3 separate regions of the Macaca mulatta genome follow, and regions 1 and 2 are each linked to region 3. Evidence: chromatin contacts called from public Hi-C data. All regions are on one chromosome and are shown on one strand. The core of a region is the stretch at or near the end of the contact, and the rest is flanking DNA. Distances in the headings are between cores, read along the strand shown. Region 1 holds the start of ZNF568 (zinc finger protein 568). Region 2 holds the start of ZNF527 (zinc finger protein 527). Region 3 holds the start of ZNF420 (zinc finger protein 420).

Evidence for each region. A called contact is a pair of places that touch in the nucleus more often than the background predicts.
Region 1: a contact with region 3 is called in a Hi-C map of fetal cortex germinal zone, with 1.8 times the contacts expected there. The contact joins the promoter of ZNF568 here to the promoter of ZNF420 in region 3. A contact is called at or near these places in 3 of 14 Hi-C or Micro-C datasets (CD4 T cells, cortical neurons and fetal cortex germinal zone).
Region 2: a Hi-C map of cortical neurons shows a contact between it and region 3, with 2.5 times the contacts expected there. The contact joins the promoter of ZNF527 here to the promoter of ZNF420 in region 3. A contact is called at or near these places in 2 of 14 Hi-C or Micro-C datasets (cortical neurons and liver).

Annotation. Positions count from the first base shown.
Region 1 is chr19:48,063,596-48,067,687 of T2T-MMU8v2.0, forward strand. ZNF568 (zinc finger protein 568) reads left to right here and starts at 1,837. Exons shown (of 11, transcript XM_077982520.1): 1 at 1,837-1,951; 2 at 3,295-3,369. The region is part of intron 1 of ZNF875 (zinc finger protein 875); the gene reads left to right. It also overlaps a transcript of ZNF790 not described here and a transcript of ZNF345 not described here.
Region 2 is chr19:48,446,611-48,450,647 of T2T-MMU8v2.0, forward strand. It overlaps ZNF527 (zinc finger protein 527), which reads left to right and starts at 1,667. Exons shown (of 6, transcript XR_013410549.1): 1 at 1,667-1,692.
Region 3 is chr19:48,236,729-48,240,985 of T2T-MMU8v2.0, forward strand. ZNF420 (zinc finger protein 420) reads left to right here and starts at 1,881. Exons shown (of 7, transcript XM_077982477.1): 1 at 1,881-2,024; 2 at 3,809-3,852. All of the region lies in intron 1 of ZNF875 (zinc finger protein 875), which reads left to right. It overlaps LOC144337456 (a long non-coding RNA gene), which reads right to left and starts at 1,555. Exons shown (of 4, transcript XR_013410619.1): 1 at 1,500-1,555.

The DNA of each region.
Region 1 (4,092 bases), core at 587-3,086, 170 kb before region 3:
TTGGAGAACTAGAGCAACAGAGCCACATTAGGTATAGATCGCTTCCCTGTATAGTCCAAATTTTGTTGTTTTTGTTTTTTGGGTCTTTGTTTGTTTTGTTTTAAGGAGTGGAGAGTTTAATAGGCAAGAAGGAAGGGAGAAGACAGTAGGAAGAAGTTCCCCCATACAGAGATGGGGTGTGGGGGTGGGAGGGGCTGCAAATCTCAGTTCACAGCAACCTCTGTCTCCCAGGTTCAAGCCATTCTCCTGCGTCAGCCTCCCTAGCAGCTGGGATTACAGGCACACACCACCATGTCTGGCTAATTTTGTATTTTTAGTAGAGATGGGATTTCGTCATATTAGCCAGGCTGGTCTTGAACTCCTGGCCTCAAGTGATCCACCCGCCTCGGTTTCCCAAAGTGCTGGGATTACAGGAATGAGCCACTGCACTCATGCTTTTCTTTCTTTCTTTCTTTCTTTCTTTCTTTCTTTCTTTCTTTCTTTCTTTCTTTCTTTCTTTCTTTCTTTCTTTCTTTCTTTCTTTCTTTCCTTTCTTTCTTTCTTTCTTTCTTTTTCTTTTTCTTTTTTTTTTGTAGAGAGTATGCTGTTCAGGCTGGTCTCAAACTGCTGGGCTCAAGTGATCCTCCTGCCTCAGCCTTCCAAAGTGCTTGGGATCACTAGGCATGAACCACCATGCCCAGCCTTTCCTGCCATTGTTAAAAGCTTCAGGATTAGATTTTACGTCAGCATTTCCTGTTGTCATATACTTCCCGCCATCATATTTCAGCAACCTCTGCCACCTCCCAAAGTTTCTAGCTTAAAGAGTTATTGATTTCCTCCTAGTTCCCCTTTCTGTCAGTTTTTTAATTTTATATTTGTTTTCAAATAAGTCATCACATTGATTTTAAAAATTTAAACAAGATTATAGTGAAAAAAGGAAGTTTCCCTTTCACAATTTATCTTCCCCATATGCATAATGACGGGTTTTTTTTTAAAAACTACTTTGAGTACTCATACTGATTTTGTTTTCTAGTTCAAAAGAAATGTCTGAATGTTAAATGTTTACATAAAAATGCTATTTTATTATATCAATAATGGAGCTTCCCCCCTTTGAAATTGCTGCTCCAGGAAGATACAAACTTATCACAATTTAAAGAGAAAATGAGACTTGGAGGTTCAGATTCCTCCACAGTCACAGTATCAGCTACCCATGCAGTGACCCACATTTAGGTGATTACACACATTCACACACAGATCCATACACGATCTTGCCCCCAGCCTCCACACACTCCATATGACCTCCCCACCCGCAAAGGTGCACACATCTTGACCTCACCTTTCTCACACATGCACCAATCTTACTGGCACGCGGTTTCTTTCACTCAACTACCCAGACACCCCTCATCTCACCAGCACAAGCAGTCCCACCGCAGTCTTACACACACTCGAGCCTTCCTTTGCCCAGTCTCGCATGCGTGACTGGGATCGCAGATTTGTCCCCTTCCGACTCCCCATCCTGATTCGGTCTCAGACGCTCAGGTCCCATATTGGAGTGCACTCTCCCGGCTCCTCCACACGCTACGCAGCTGCCCGCCTCAAGAGCGTCTGCGTGCTTCCAGCATTAAGTGGAATTCCGAGCAGCCTCCGGGGCACAGTTAGTCTAGTCACTGCGGCCAGACTCCCGCCTCAGGACCCAGAGGACGCAGCCCACTTACTTTGGCTGGGCCCATCCAGTCTCCGGCGAGGCTTGGACTACGTTTCCCAGGAGACCTTGCGGTCCAGTATGTCTCCCGGGGAGGGGCGGAAGCCCGGGAGCCGCCCTCTGAGGCTGGGCGGGGTGAAAGAAAACTTGCTCCAGAGGAGTTAAACAGGCAAGAAGGACTTGGTTGAAGACTGTTGCAATAGTCAACTTCCAATACAACAGCAGCTGGAGATTTATAACTAACGGGCTGGGTGAAGGAATTAAAGCATGGTAAATTACTAAGAGGAACTCAAGTATCAAGGGTGGGGGGATTGTTGCTAAACTGGCTTAGCTGGATTCTTGCTGAAGTGGGGTTCGCAGGCTATGGAGGAGGTCTGGCCAAACAAAAAGGGCTCAGAGGAGCCTGACTAAAGCTTGGTCTAGGGAGTCCTTGTCAGGTGAGACTCCCGGAAGGCTCCGATGGGCAGCTCACCCCAAATATTTAGTTTTGTTGGTGCCAGATTCCGCGCCACAGGAATCGGGATGGCTGGGCTGTAGCTTTCGGCAACCTGTCGCTTTCTGGACTACACTTCCCAGAAGCCTCTAGGCTCAGGGCTCTCTCCCGCGATAACTAGATAGTCTCTTGAGGAGTGGGCGGGATCTTCCCGCGGGTTTGGGCTGGCGGCCTTGGGGCTTTGTGAGATAGCTGGGGTCGGCTTGTTTGGATTCTAGTGGAGTGGAGCTGACCCTACCCGAACACGCGTAAGTGAGGCTGCTCGGAGCCTGGGGCGAGAGGAACTCCCGACCTGTGTGGGCTGCGTAGGGAGCAGGCTAAGGAGCGATTGTGAAGAGTGTGTACGGTTGTGACTGGGGGTGTCTCTATGGTGGGCGTGTATCTGTGCGACCGTGTATGGAACTGTGAGGGCGGGGAGGACTTTTTGTTTCTGTTTGTGCGGGTGTCAGTGGAGTTTAATTGTGACCGGGTTGGACACTGTGTTTGCGAGTGTGAGGTTCCTGGACCGCGGTTGTGACTGTGTGTCCCCTTGGCGTGTGTGTGTGTTTGTTACCATTTGCGGAACTGTGTGTAGTATGCCTTGTGAGGTTTGTGGCTGCTTCCGTGTGTGTGTGCGCGCGCGCGTGTTGGTGATATTGTTGATGTAGGGTGCGTGTGACTTTGTTGTCATTGCGACCCCAAGGTGTATGTCGCTGGGATTTTGAGTGAGAGATGTCCACGGACTCTGCAGTTGTGTCCGTGTCTGCCCCCGTGGTGTGTGTGAGTGTGTGATTGTGTGACCATGTGCAGCCTGTTGTGTTTAGGTTTGGGGTGCCTGTGACGTTTATGTCCCCATGATGTGAGTGAGTGAGTTTGTGTGACTATGTGTCTATATAGCCAATGTAGGTATGGGGAGTCTCTGTCTTTGTGACTTCAGCCACTGGAGACCTCTGTGAGCTCAGAAACAGATTCTGCCCAGAACGGCATTGACCCTGCCCGGATTGAGCAGGATGTCCTAGACTTCTTTGACTTTACTCTGTAGGTGGTGGGCAGTAGGGTAGCCAAGATAACTTCTGACATAGTCAAACCGGATCTCTCTCAGAAGAACCTGATGTTTCCTGACTCCTTTCTCCTTCCTCAGCTCTGCCCTGCTTGGATAGAGACCTCCGGAGAGGAGTAAAGAATGACTGTTGAACATCCTCAAGGCACCTGCAAGGTAGCTTGTCCTTTCCTCTTGTTTCCTGAAATCCCTTTTTCTTTGTCAGGACATAGTTGCTTTCCTTCTCTTGAAAATTCTTGCTTATCAGATGACCTGATCCCTGGAATTTCCCTTTTGAGAAAATGTGGTGTCTTCAAACCCCACCTCCAACACCGGATTTTCTCTTACTAATTTGTCAGACAATTTTAATTTTTCTTTTTTTTTCCTCTCTCTTTCTTTTATTTATTTATTTTATTTTTTTTTTGAGACAGAATCTGGCTCTGTCGCCCAGGCTGGAATGCAGTGGTGCGATCTTGGCTCACTACAGCTTCCACCTCCCGGACTCAAGCAATTCTCTTGTCTCAGCCTCCCGAGTAGCTGGAATTACAGGCATATGCCACCAAGCCCGGCTAATTTTTCTATTTTTAGTAGAGACAGGGTTTCACCTTGTTGCCCAGGTTGGTCTTGCACTCCTGGGCACGATCTATCCGCCTGCCTGAGCCTCCCAAAGTGCTGGGATTACAGGTGTGAGCCACCGCACTCGGTTTTAATTTTTCTTTATGCTATCTTTTTAAAAAATGTGATTTCTTTCAGATTATAAAAGTAAAACATGATTGTTTTAAATAATTTCAAAAGGACAGAAATCCCTGATGTAGAAAATTTATATATGCACATAAAACATAATTGAATTCATGCAGCATTTGCCATTTTATATCCTACATTTTCACATAAAATTATTTT
Region 2 (4,037 bases), core at 417-2,916, 210 kb after region 3:
AAGATTCTCTAGCCTTAGCAATTAGAGGGCTCTCTGTGGCAGGGGATTGGAGGACGTATTCTCCAAGGAGGCATTCTCAAGAACTTTCCCTTGCTCCACATAAGAATCTTGACTTACTAGGATCTTTTTTTTTTTTTTTTTTTTTTTTTTGAGACGGAGTCTCGCTCTGTCACCCAGGCTGGAGTGCAGTGGCCGGATCTCAGCTCACCGCAAGCTCCGCCTCCCGGGTTTACGCCATTCTCCTGCCTCCGCCTCCCGAGTAGCTGGGACTACAGGCGCCTGCCACCTCGCCCGGCTAAGTTTTTTGTATTTTTAGTAGAGACGGGGTTTCACTGTGTTAGCCAGGATGGTCTCGATCTCCTGACCTCGTGATCCGCCCGTCTCGGCCTCCCAAAGTGCTGGGATTACAGGCTTGAGCCACCGCGCCCGACTTACTAAGATCTTGACATGGATGCACCTTTCAGATCTTTCAGGGACTGGGGATGGGGAAGAATGCTGCTTTAGTCTGGAACTTTTTCACTCAGGGGCTCACATTCTTGTCCTGACTGTGGGCAGTTTTCTTAAAGCTGGGTCCTAGAGTTGTAGTGTGAAAAGATGGAAACAACAGCAGGAGGAACACCAGGGCTATCAGCTACCAAACTACTTACGGCTCTGGTGCAAACAAGCAACCTCAGACTAATGAAATCTAATCACCCTTCTGTGACTGGCATCACATTAGGTACAGGCAGAGATGGGGCATAAAAATGAGGATAACAGGCCTGGCGTGGTAGCTCACGCCTATGGTCCCCTCACTTTGGGAGGCCGAGGTGGGCGGATGGTTTGAGGCCAGGAGTTCCAGACCATCCTGGCCAACATGGAGAAACCCCTTTTCTATTAAAAATGCAAAAATTAGCCGGGTATGGTGGCGGGCGCCTGTAGTCCCAGCTACTGGGGAGGCTGAGGCACTAGAATCGCTTGAACCTGGGAGGCGGAGGTTGCAGTGAGCGAGCGCCAAGATAGCCTCAAAACAACAACAACAACAACAACAACAACAAAACCACAAACCCGGCCCATGGCAGGAGATGGGGGAGAAGGAACAGTGAGACCGGGAGACAGTCAGAGATACACACATCGGATCAGTGGTATCCTCACAGTAACAGAAACGGTCACCCCCAATGTCAGCCATAGTCTCTTTCATCCACAATCACTTTCACATTCAGCTACCCACAATCACGGGACGTGATTTAAAATACAGAAGCTCCCTGCACTGACAAAATCCGCCGCTCCTTTCGTGAGCAAGCATAAAGGTGTGCAGCAACAGTCACACACGAACCACCACACCCAAGCATTCAACCAATCAGCCCAGCGCGCAGCCTGGCCGCTCTTCCCTACACAGCAGCTCACGCTCACTTGAGCGCCTGGGACCTCACACAGCCCTCTCCGGTGCCAGCCCCCGCGGCGCAGGCGCGCAGAGGAGGGGGCCGCGGGGTTCTCTGGGAGGTGTAGTTCAACGATGACGGCCGTGGCGCAAAGCGTTCTGGGGCTCGTGGTTCGCGGGGTCCATGGGGAACGCGGTGTCGCTGGCAGATTTCGCAGAGCTCAGAGTCCTGCACGCCTCAGTCCTCGCCTCGCTCCTCCTCGCGGAGGATTCTGGGAGGTGACGTCGCGGGTCTTGGTCGCGGGGCCCGTTTGCAGAGCCCGCGGCGCCGGGAGGTGAGTGGGGCCGGGCCCCGAGCGAGAGCGGGAGGTCAAGGGCAGGCTCCGGGTGGACCGGACGCGCCAGGGATGGGAACCCGGTAGGAGTCGCTGGGGAGGCCGTGTGTGTTTCACTGTGTTACCAACTATGTGACAGGCTGCGGGTGTGACAGAATGTCATCTTGTGTCACTGTGTGTGTTTGTGCGCGTGCGCCCGGTTGTGTGTGACTGTAACCATTTGTGTCTGGGGGTGAAACTGTGAATATGTGCGTTTGTGTGTGACTGTCTCTGCAGGTGTAGCTGCAGGTGTGTTTATGAGAGGCTGCGGTGTGACATTGTGTGTGTAAATGCATGTGTGTGGTTATGTGACCACCTGTTTCTGCGAATACAACTGCGTTTGAATGTGTGTGACAGCAAGTGTGATTGTGCGACTATGACCATCTGCCTCTGTAGGTATAGTTTTGTATGGGTAATTGTGACAAGATGTGTGACTTGTGTGGTATGCTGCTATGTGTGCGATTGTGTGTGATTGTTTATCTCTGTTGGTGTAATTGTATGTGACCATCTATCTTTGTGCTTATGTGGCTGTGTATTGTGTGAGATTATGGGTGTGTTTGTGTGACTCTGTATATGTTTGTGATTGAGTGAGAGTTTGTGTGTGTATATGAGATTGTGGGATTGACTTAGGAAGCACAGGAATATTAAAATTGCCCAAGTTCACACAGTTAACAAGTGACAGCAACAGAACTCAAACCCAAGCAGTTTAGCTCTAGCGGTCTCTTTTTTTTTTTTTTTTTTCCTTTTTTCTTGAGATGGAGTCTCACTCTATTGCCCAGGCTGGAGTGCAATGGTGTGATCTCGGCTCACTGCAACCTCTGCCTCCCAGGTTCAAGTGATCCACCTGCCTCGGCCTCCCAAACTGCTGGGATTACAGGCGTAAGCCACCACGCCAGGTCTTTTGTTTTTTTTTTTCCCAAGGTAGGATCTTACTGTCACCCAGACTGGAATGCAATGGTGTGATCACAGCTCACTGCAGCCTTGACCTCCTGGGCTCAAGCAAACCACCTGCCTCAGCCTCCCAAGAAACTGGGACCATAGGCACGTGCCACCATGCCTGGCTAATTGTTTTTATTTTTATTTTTTGTAGAGACTTCATGCCATGTTGTCCAGGCTGGTCTGAAACTTGAGCTCAAGCAGTCCTCCCACCTTGGCCTCCCAAAGTGTTGAGATTATAGGCCTGAACCACTGTGTCCAGTCAAGTTCCCCCCTTTAATTACTAAATTCCCTTGTTCTTTCCCACATTGAGAGTGTGAAAAATGGTAGCCCTGGGTTTTGAGGGTTTTGGAAAAGATGGTCTGGTCTTGGAATAGGAACCTTCAGAACATGGGAACTTATATATGGGTCTCTTCCTTCTGTCCCCTTGTGAGTGACAGGACTCAGTCTAAAAACATTCTAGTGAGGCTATCCTCAGCTGCTTCTGGGGGAGGGAAGCCTAATCTGAAAGCCCAGTCTTCCTCTCCTTAGGTTATTGAGTTTGAGATTTTAGCTTTATCCTTCTCAAAACTCTTCCATATTTGGTGCTGAGAGTCTGGACCCATGGCTCTTTTTCTGATGTACCAAGTGTGCTGAGTTTTTTATTTTGACCTTCTCAGTTGATAAAGAAAAATATTATTTCATTTCCAAATGTGTGTAGAATCCAAGCAGGAACAAGGGTGGCACCTTTCTGCCCTAGGTGTTCATTCATGCAATCTTCACAGTGGAAAAGAAAGTTTCTGAGAGATGGATTAACTTGCCTGAGGTCATGTAGCCAATGAGGGAAGGAGTGGAAAGTCAACCTGGGTCTGGGTGCTACATAAAAACAAAGTTGTTTTTTTTTCCATCATACCTTCTTTTTGGAGACTAATGGCTCATTCCAAACTTTTATATTGCCCAGGCTGGGCATGGTGGCTCACGTCTGTAATCCCAGCACTTTGGGAAGCCGAGGTGGGCGGATCACTAGGTCAGGAGTTTGAGTCCAGCCTGGCCAACATGGAGAAACCCCATATCTACTAAAAATACAAAAATTAGCTGGGCGTGGTGGCACGCACCTGTAATCCCAGCTACTTGGGAGGCTGAGGCAGGAAAATCACTTGAACCCGGGAGGTGGAAGCTGCAGTGAGCTGAGATCACACCACTGCATTCCAGCCTGGGCAACAAGAGTGACACTCCATCTCAAAAAACAAACAAACAAACAAAAAACATATTGATTGATTGATTGATTGATTGCCCAAGAGATACACAGCTATCAGAACAAAACAAACAAACTGAAGTTTCTTTTATGCAGGCGCTACTTAAGGCTTCTGCTCCCAGATTCTAAGAAGACT
Region 3 (4,257 bases), core at 631-3,130:
TTGTTCAACTATGAGTGAGAATATGCAGTGTTTGGTATTCTGTCCTTGCAATAGTTTGCTCAGAATGATGGTTTCCAGCTTCATCCATGTCCTTATAAAGGACATGAACTCATCCTTTTTTATGGCTGCATAGTATTCCATGGTTCATATGTGCCACATTTTCTTAATCCAGTCTATCATTGATGGACATCTGGGTCGGTTCCAAGTCTTTGCTATTGTGAATAGTGCCGCAATAAACATACGTCTGCATGTGAATCGGACATAATTCTTGCCCGACTTTGACCCACTATATCTCAGTGCAATATAATTATCTGTATTTCACATAGCTATGCCTGATCACACACACAGGTTCATTCACTCAAGAATTCTGGTCCCCAAATTTGCTATTCCAGTCACATTACCAGGAAGAGATCAATGTATTTGATATATGGTCTTGAAAGACCAACTTTTATTAATGTTTTTCCCTCTGAAGGAGTGGTGAAATTATACTCTATCTTCTCTGTGCTGGAAGTTCACAAGTTTTTGATTATTCAAAAATCGTAAAAGGTCAAGAGGTCTTGAAGTAAGTAAAAATAAGTTCAGGTTTACCAACAAACTCTACAGCCTTAAGTTACTTTCTGCCAATCAAGGTTTTCTCATCAGAAAATGAAGTGTTTGACCTAGAATTTGGGAAATCTGACTAGTGCTGTACTGTCCTAAAATTCACTCTTCTTATGTATAACATAATTTTATTGTTTTATTAGTTGATGGCCTCTCAACCTTACCCAGTAATAGCAGAAACTTTACCCTCTAATTAGAAAATAATGGATATCTACTTTTGGCCTACTGTGGCAGAGGAAAAGGCAGTTTACCCTAGGACTGGTTTTGCAATAATCTTTCTAAAAACAAAGAAAAAACTACGTTAATTTTGGATTCTTCCCCATAACACATATATTTGATCCAATAGAAAAATCATGTCTAAATCACTTGTCAGATAAATTGATTATCTTTTCCAGATTACATTACTACTTAAGGAAGAAATAACCTGGCCATAGTATTTTCATTGGCACACGCGATCACACACAGCTCATTTGCTTTTGGCACCCTTACAGACACTGAAATACAAGCACAAGGAAAGCACGTTTATATAACACAAATCACCAGTCAATTACGGACACACACAAAAAAGCAGATATACATGCAGATACCCTTCATAAGCAAACCATGGTAGAGAGCTGTGTAGAATCATCTTACTGTCAGACGATTCTACACAGTGATAAAATCCCATTACTACGCAGCTTAAAGTACAAATCACCTCACACCCCACAGCAGGAAGAATCACACACAGGCAGAAACAACCATACACACCCGGTCACGGAAAGACTCTCGGTCCACCCGGCATCTCCCATTGTCACACACACGCACACACACCCCAAGGGCCTGGCAGGGCACACAGACGATCCTCTGCAAATCCGAGGTTCTGGCGGGTCCCCGCACCGGCCCCGGCTCCTGCCTCGCACCTGCCTGGACGGCCGGTCCCACCCTCTCTCCTGCCAGGGGTAGACCCCGGAACCACTCAGAGCTCGCTCTGGCAGGCCCTGAGCGCCTAACGCCTGCGCACCAAACGTGGGCGGGCGGGCACTCCCAGAAACCTCTGGGGCGCGGCAGGCCGAGTCCACTAGCCCGCGAGAGGTGAGCCGCCCGGGCCTCCTCACGTCCTGGCCGGCCAGCCAGGCGCTGGACTACATTTCCCAGGGGCACCGTGTCCAGAGTGCCGGACTACATTTCCCAGAGGCACCGTGTCCGGAGCGCTGGACTACATTTCCCAGAGGCACCGTGTCCAGAGCACTGGACTACATTTCCCAGAGGCACTGCGTCCGGAGCGCGGCTTCATTTCCGTTAGTTTGCGAGATTTGGAGGCCTCGCGTGGGGAGAGGGCCGCGTCTGTGGAGGAGCTTGGCTCCGCACCTGCTGGGCTGGCGAACCCGAAATCGGGCTTGGAACCCGGGCGCCAGATCTTGGACCCTAACTGCATCTCTGTCAAGGTAGGAGTGTCCGGGGTGTCAGAGCGGACATGCGCGGAGAAAGCGTCGCTGGGGTTACTCGTGTGGCCGTGTCTCCGGTTTTGTGTGCAGGCTACAGCCTACCTGGTATTGGCGACTGCCTGTGCATACACTGGACGTGTGTGGCTGTGGTTTTGTGTATGAACATTTGTGTGACTGTGAGTTGTTTGTGACTCTGAGGGTGTTTGTGACTGCTTACCTGGCTGGGATATACTTACGTGACTGTGATTGTGTGTGTGCCGCGTGTATAATTGGAGTTTGCCTGTGACTATGAAGTGTGTGACAGTTGTGACAAGAGTGTTTGGATGTGCTTGTGTCACTTTGAGTTTGTGTATAAACCTGATATCGTGTGACGGATTTGCCAGTTAAGGTGTGTGACAGTGTTGCTGTGACACGGTGTTTGTGACCGCGTGTTTCCCTGATCTGGTACTTGGTTGGGTGACTGATTGTGTGTGACTGTGGGGTTGTGTGTGCTGTTTTCCTGACTGTGTAAAGAGACTAAAATTGCAGCTTTGAAAGGTTGTTTTTGGCGGTGTCTCTGACAAGGTGCTTGGATGTAATTATATGCCTTGACTTAAAGGGATTTTGTTTGACACGAGGTGGTCTAACAATGTAGCATAATTGGGTGATTGTGCCTCTAGCTGTGTAACTGTGGAAATGTGATTATGTGTGACTTTATGTGGCCATTTGTATAGTCTGTGACCTTATGGGGGTTTAGTTCAGTACAGAAGTAAATTTCTTTTTGGTATTTCTGGGGTTCATTTGGGGCTGAGGTCGGCCTATGGATTATGAGTCCCATGTGGCTGTGCTCCTCCCATGTGGCTCTGAGGACTTAAGGACTTTTTGTTTTGACCACAGTGGTTGCCCTTTCATACATAGCTTGTATTGCTTTATTTCTGTATCCATCCTCGGTTCACCTTGGGAAATGTAGTTATGGGTTCACGACTTCTTCCCTGCGTCCTCTTGCCTTATAGCCTTAAGGGGATTGGATGCAAGGAAGTGGCAAGAAATAAGGAAGTCAGACATTTGGACACCTGAGTGAAGAACAGGAGTTATTTGCGAGCCACAGACCTGGTCTTGGGATGAGAATTTTAGGGCTGATAATACCTTCAAGACAGCCACTGGATGCTGGGCGTGGTGGCTCACATCTGTAATCCCAGCACTTTGGGAGGCGGAGGCGGGTGGATCACCTGAGGTCGGGAGTTCGAGACCAGCCTGACCAACATGGTGAAACCCTGTCTCTACTAAAAATACAAAATTAGCCGGGTGTGGTGGCGCATGCCCGTAATCCCAGCTACTTAGGAGGCTGAGGCAGGAGAATTGCTTAAACCCGGGAGGTGGAGGTCGCAGTGAGCCAAGATCATGTCACTGCACTCCAGCCTGGACAACAAGAGCAAAACTCAGTCTCAAAAATATATATATAAATAAATAAAAAGACCACTGGAAATGTAATGGGATTCCAGGCGTGGGAAAAGTTTCAGAGGGAGTGCTTTAGGAGACAGCAACCCAGTTCTGAACCTGAAGCACTCCACTGCAGGGCTGTCTCCAGTGTACAGCTTTGAATCCAGAAATAAATTCAAGCCCAAGACAGCTGTGACCTGGCCCTTCTTTCTGATACAGAAGGTAGAAGGACCTGTTCTAGTGTCCTCCTGACTTTTCTTTATGTTAAATGAGATTGAGGATGGAGGAAGAGGATATGTTATAATTTAGCATATTCCCCAAGAAAGGCATAATATCTCATTCCATTTTTCTTTTTCTGAGAGTAGAGCCCAGAGGAGAAAGAATGGCTGTTTCAGTAGCAATGTCCAAGGTGAGTATTTCCTCTTTGTTTCCTGAAATACATTTGTTATTACAGGACATAGACATCTTTGTTTTCTTTTTGAAATTTCCTGCCTTCTCACATGATAGAGGGGCAAGGCAATTTTTGGTAGATTGAGAGCAAAGAAAATGTGCCATTAATTGGGATAGATACATCTCAATAGTGGTTAAGTTTAGGAAGAATGGATTCGAGACTCATGGATTTAAAAAGGGGAAGAGGGAAATAGCTCCATTGTGTTATTTGAAAAGGGAAAGAGCTCTATTGTGTTATTTCTGATACAGCACCATTTTGGTTTTTTAACTTTTTATGGAAAGTTTCAAATGTACATAAAAGTATAATGAATATTCCTAGCTTAAAAACGACCATGGCCTGGTGCGGTGGCTCATGCCTGTAATC